Regions from separate parts of the Mus musculus genome. Here region 1 is linked to region 2. Evidence: chromatin contacts called from public HiChIP or PLAC-seq data. All regions are on one chromosome and are shown on one strand. The core of a region is the stretch at or near the end of the contact, and the rest is flanking DNA. Distances in the headings are between cores, read along the strand shown.

Region 1 (3,123 bases), core at 602-3,101, 740 kb before region 2:
AGAGCCAATTTTAATATTTCAAACAATTCTGGTACATAAAAGATCATCAGTACCTTCCTGTTTTCATGATAGCCTTCCTTTGAAAATCCTGTTCTTGGCTATGCAATTGCCCCAGGGGAGAGGAACAAGAAGAGGAACAAAAAATGCAAATGAGGGAGTAGAGCAAATGATGGAAAATTGCTTCATTCAACTTCACCTGCTGCTCAGGCAACTCACCCTTAGGAGGACTCTGCCCAAATGCATTACCCATTATGTCTCCTCCCACCACATAAGCACACTATTCAAACACTTGTTTTGCAAACCACCAACCGCGTACACAAGTAGAGACCAAACTAGCTGGCGAGTGACCTGCATGTGCATGTGAAGTCTATCTGATGCATCTTCAGACGTCTGTACAAGAGGCAAAATAAACAATAAGTAAATAAAACGGTGGAGTCGTGTAGAAATTTATCTTCCTTATCCCCCTTCTCAACGGACAACAAAGGTAGCTTTTCTTCATTTCTTCCCATCACTTACCCGAACTTCCTACGAGGGGAAACTTGACAAGGAATAAATGCATTAAGAAGCCAGAACGAATCAAAAGTTTAGAACCCGCACTATTGTCCCAACGCCATGCTGAGAGCAGCTCAGGACGCCTGACCTCGGTAGCCTGCTCAGTGGTCCTGGCAAAGCCTCTTTCGTGACAGAACAAATAAGCTGTTAATTGCAGTCTGGCTGTGATTTTAAAAACAAAAAACAAAACAAAACAAAACAAAAAAACTGAACAACTATAGTTCCAGCCTCCAGCCTGAGGCAAAGAGCAGTGGGAGCTGAGTTGTGGCCCCTCAGCTGCAGACTGGATCAAGGCTAAATCCCGGTGCTGAAATGACAGCTCTCCCGCTGCGGCAGGTCCGCTCTGAATGGCAGCAGACAGATGATCGAGTCCAGCGTTTACTTCCTACCCCTCCATGTCGCCTTCCCGTCTCCGCGCCCCCCTGCCTCTCCTCCTGGGGACTTTCTCCTACACTTGGTGGCGACCAGCCTCAGCGGTGGGAACTGAGGATGCGAAAACCTCCCAGGCGCAGAAAAGATCGGTTTTCCAGACGTGTTTGGGTTTGAGTAGCAGGGCGCGGGCTCGGCTAGAGCCCCGAGGAGCCCGCGCCCGCCCGCCCGCCCGCCCGCCTCGCTCCCGCGCCCGTCCTCCCTCCCGCCCGCTCGCCCGCTCGCCCGCTCGCCCGCCCGCCAGCTCGCCCGCCGCGGGGGAGGCCGGACTCTGGTCCGGGCGCAGCGCTCCGCCGGGGACGCGCGCACCCACGAGCACGCGCGCGGGAGGGTTGCCCAGCGGCGGGTGCGCGCCGAGGAACGCGCGGGCCCCCTTCGCGCGCAGCCCGGGGAGAGCGAGCGCCGCGCGCCGGCGCGCACGCCCGCCACACAGCTTTACTATCTCGTGCCCTCGCGCGCCTCCCTCCTCGCCCGGCATTCAAACAGCTTCCCGACGTCGCCAGCCCAGGATTTTACCCCCAGCTCCTCAGCCGCGCTCCGTCCATCAGTACCTGGCAGGGAGGAGGGCCGGGGAGGAGGGCGCACCAAGCAAGCAAACGGCTCCTGCTCCAGCCTCGCCACCGGCCGGGAGCACTCCTGCCACCAGCCCACCGCCCAACACGCCGCCCCAGCCAGCGCCGCCGGCCACTTCTCAGCGCTTTTTTGGCTTCTTGGCCAATCCGTTTGTTGCGGGGGGGTGGGTTTGGGAAAACACATCTGCGCTCTTTATCCACTTCCATTTTTCTGTTTGGTGTTTCTGTGGAGTCTCCCTTCAGGGGGCCTCTCCCCGCCTCTCCTTTGAAGGCTTCATTCACTTGGATAAGGCGCAAGGCTCTGGCCGCTGGATACCACCGCCCCCCCCCCTATTATTTTTTTTTCCTTTTTTTCCCTCTGCCTTTCGTTTGCATGCATTATTTTTTTTCCAATCATAAATCTTAATATTTGAAGCTGAACCGGGGGGAAAAATGGGCAACGGTGATTGGGACCGAAGGGGAGTCTCTCCATCACTGTTGTTGGGACGTGTGCCTGTTCTGGTGTCTTAGATCAAGAGCCTCCCGGAGCTTTCGGAGTGGAAGGTAAGGAAAGGGGCCTAAGGGTCACCTCTGTCTTCTGGGGGGTCGCCCGGAGAGACTTGGGCTCAGTTTGGGGGGATGGAAGTCAAGGCTGTTGCTGGCGGATGGCAAGATTCTGAGCTTACTAAAACGCCGCAGTTGAAAAGTTAAGAGAAGTCTGTTTTTGAAGAGGTGTGCTGGATGGGAAGGAATAGGGAGAGAGACCCAGAAAATCTAGCAACTCGTGCGTGATTGAGGTAATTTTAGCGGGGGCGGAGGGGGGTAGGTTAAAAGGAAGTTAGGATAGAGTAGGATTGGGTCTTCTGTTGGGGGAAAAAATCAGTGGAGTGATGGCGCCGTCTATGTTCGGCTAAACTAAAGTGTCACCCAGAAGATCAGTTTGAGAATAGCTAAACTCAGTGCTGGTTTGCCTCTCAGAAAGAGCCAAATAAATAAATAAATAAATACAACATTCTGGAGCCCTCAGTGACCATCCCTTAGGCAACCTCTGGCCCTTATTTTTCCTTAGACAGATATACGGTTGTTTGAACAGGGCCTGCAGTGGGGGTGGGGGCAGTTCAATGATTCATATTTCTTATTATATAGAAACAAACAAGACTTCGTACCCCAAGAATGGTTAAAAATAAAGAGCGTTACATGAAGGGTGGAAGAGAGATGTGAAATCAGCTCTTCCCTTCTCTTCTAATCACTGATAAGCACACTATTGCAGACATCCACTGCCAAATAAATGGAAGCAGAAATACCGATTTTTTTTTTAATAAGGAAAAGAAATACGACCTCCTTTTGAGTTCCTGATTATAAAATGAAGCCCCCTTTCATGGTTGGAATTCCTAATTTAGACACTTACTGTCACATCGGCTTTCAACGCCTACACTCTATCCTGAAGAACACTGCGCAGACCTGCATTGCCTGCAAAGTGCTACAGCGTGCACACACACACACACACACACACACACACACACGAGACTGTTCCCATTTTTTTTAAACACACGTAACCTCTAAAATATCATTACCTTTATTTATTTATTTA
Region 2 (2,900 bases), core at 41-2,540:
ACAAGAGTCACATCTGTTTGTTATCGTAGCATTGCCTCATTATCTATTTGAATAAGCATTTTGTTTTTGTTTTGTTTTTACAAAACACAGATTTTCTGAGAAATAACGACCATCAAATTGGCTTTTTTTTCTTCTTCTTCAAAATATAATTAGCCTGAAATGGTTAGTCCGTTTGACCTTGCTTTATTCTTCTAACATATTTCAGTACCACTACTGTGAAATGCGGACTACCACGGCCATCTAGTATTATCTTGCTGAGTTCCAGAACAGCATGCTGCAGACATCTTGTTTGTAAAATATTATCCTACATATTGGAGCTGGTGAGATCTTATGTAGAAAGCACTGGACTCTGAACCAGACCTGAGTTTTTATCACAGTTCACTTACTTACCTCCCGGGTGACTTGGTCAAATTATTTTTAACTTCTCTGGCTCTTAGTTACATTCATTCATAAAATGACACCGTTTTCCCAACCATCTGAAGTCTGGTTAGTATGTTCAAATGTGAAAACACTTTATTAGGTGCACATAGATTGGAATACTCAGTATTGTGGGGAAGTAGCCATACATACCTACCCCTACCACACACACACACACATTTGATTTGATTGCTTGACACATTTTCCATGCTATCTGATCTTTAAACCTCCATGATTTATTTTGTAGCCATCTCCACCACACCCCATCACCAGGTTTTGATTAAAATTTTCTCATTCCTTCATCTAATCCTTGTAGCCTGCCAGCCCTGCTATGCCCTTTGGTAGCATCTAATTTTAACGAAATTACATGGGAGAGAAAGAAAAATGTTGCACATCGACATAGGCGTTGGAATCTGTTGCTGGGGCTCTTTGGGTTCCCATACTTTCTTCTTGCTCCTATAACATAAAGCTTTTTGGCACCGTGTATGCATCCAAATCCTCAATTCCTAGGCAGCACTGCCTTGTGATCCAAAACAAATGCAGCAACATATGGTCGTTTTCACCTTTGGCAACAGAGAGCCCCTCGGTGCATAGAGCAGAAGGCTCTCTCTGTCTTCAAGCTGACTGAACCATTTTTGCAAGATTCCATCAGTTACGTTTCAGATGAAGAAACAAAAGCTCATGACTAATGTTTTATAATAATTGCTTTTAACTAAATGTGTCCATGCTTAGATTTTTCTTAACACATATTTATTAAAGAAAAAAAGGAAAAGAAAAAGCTTTGCTGAACCACAGTGCCAAGAAGGCTGGGTGTGCATGGGAGAGAAGAATGGGAGCGCTGACGTTCAGTCTAGCAGAATGCTGCACAGTGCGAGGCGGAGCCAGGTTTATTTGGATGTGTTCTTTCATTGCTGCCTCTTCCAGGATGTCACCAGGACAAAGGCAGCACGCTGTTGGAGACAAGGAGAACACAAGAGGGCATCATGTTTAGTTTCCACTTCCACAAGGCGTTCCCGATTTCCTCTCTCTCCTCAGTATTCCATCAAGCCTGGATTTCTGGTGCTCAGCAGTTTCACCACAATGAGATTATGTCAGAAGTGTCCCGGGTCCTCCTTAAGTCCTTCTGTCTGCTGAAAACATGTTCCGAGATTAGGCTGCACAGGAGGTCCTGGTTTTATAATGACAATTTTAGCTCTAGCTGCAGGAAAGTCATATTTTTTTAATAACACTCATAACAGTCATAATGGCAACTAGATCTGCCATAAATCTGCAGTCGAAACCCTGAGAAGCCAGTGATGTTAAGGTTGTCGATATTGAGCTGGGAGTTGGGAGGTGGGGGTGGGGGGACAAAACATGATCTGGCCAGAAAGACTGTACGTTCCCTTAGGTTCCCTCCCCAACTCCCTCAGGGAGGGGCAGGGGGGAGTCTACTTAAAGAAAAAGCACAGCAGAAATTTTCTTTGTTCTCTAAAACTGTGGAGATCTTTTTATAAATTTACAGGCATCTCCCTCTCCACCTCATCCATTTTAAGAATCGGTGGCTTCCTGGAGCAGATGCTAAAAATACCATCTCCATACTGATATCATGAAAGTCCCATTATCACATGAGCTCACATCCACTTTGTTTTAATCATACTTCCTGATTGTATCAAGCCCACTGACTAATTACTTTATTTCATCAATGCACGTGTACCTATAACTAGATTTGGGTGTTTAACAGATTTAGAGTCTGAGAGAAACACTGTGAGACAGTGTGTTGGGGTGTAGAATATCTGTTGCTTGACTAAATAGGAATTAAAGACAAAAACAAGCAAACAAACAAAAAAATGTTCACTTCCTAAGAACTAGCAACAAGAAGCGTTTTGGCAGGAGATGACCTAATTTTGAGAAATTTGTACAAGACTGACATATAAACATCAGAGCATAACCAGACGGGCAGGCAGGGTTTGCTTGACATCAAGTGTGGTTTTTAGAACACTGGAAGCTGAAGCAAGAAGCCCCTAAATTCTGAGAACAGCCTGAGCTACAAAGCAAGAGCATATTTAAAAATAATCTGGGTGTCTGTTGGGGGACGTCTAAAAGTACAGAGGTTATTTTCCCAATTTTACGTTTAGTCCTCCACGTCTGCAAAGTGGTTTTTGTTAAAACTGGAACCATTTCCGGATTGAATGAAAATACATTTCACTGAAAACGAGCATTAGTACCCAAAGTTAAAAAAAAAAAAATGTAATATCCTCTACCTTTAAGTGAAGTTCGAGGTGAAAATGGAAACATACTGATGGAATATTTTCAAGTCAGAAAAATAATCTTAATGGAATCATATAACAGGGTTATTAATAATACTGGGATTATTTTCATTGAATGTAATGATGTCCATTGGTTTAAGTGACTAAACATAACTTTATTGTTTTTCTCCTTCCTCTAAAAACAAACTCACAGAGAAGAAAATCGCGGTATTCTGACCTTGACTTTGAGGTGAGTTC

What was found. HiChIP or PLAC-seq counts read pairs in DNA pulled down with a chosen protein or histone mark.
Region 1: an H3K4me3 HiChIP or PLAC-seq map of embryonic forebrain shows a contact between it and region 2, with 2.6 times the contacts expected there. The contact joins the promoter of Adgrb3 here to the enhancer-like site in region 2. A contact is called at or near these places in 2 of 39 promoter capture datasets (hippocampal neurons and stem cell-derived epiblast-like cells), 1 of 484 Hi-C or Micro-C datasets (cerebral cortex) and 5 of 115 datasets of contacts at active chromatin or transcription factors (astrocytes, embryonic forebrain, forebrain and 2 more).

What each region holds. Positions count from the first base shown.
Region 1 is chr1:25,828,435-25,831,557 of GRCm38.p6, reverse strand. It overlaps Adgrb3 (adhesion G protein-coupled receptor B3), which reads left to right and starts at 1,851. Exons shown (of 31, transcript NM_175642.4): 1 at 1,851-2,096. Gm9884 (predicted gene 9884) reads right to left here and starts at 1,128. Exons shown (of 2, transcript NR_169046.1): 1 at 517-1,128; 2 at 1-390.
Region 2 is chr1:25,084,236-25,087,135 of GRCm38.p6, reverse strand. It overlaps Adgrb3 (adhesion G protein-coupled receptor B3), which reads left to right. Exons shown (of 31, transcript NM_175642.4): 29 at 2,857-2,892. Among named protein-coding and RNA genes, the nearest start is that of Gm29414, 58 kb to the right of the region's middle. Within about 2 kb of position 1,290, at least 29 of the 459 cell types and tissues checked have an H3K27ac peak or open chromatin away from gene starts, as enhancers often do. A contact at or near this core is called in cerebral cortex, embryonic forebrain, forebrain and 1 more, where this site is marked.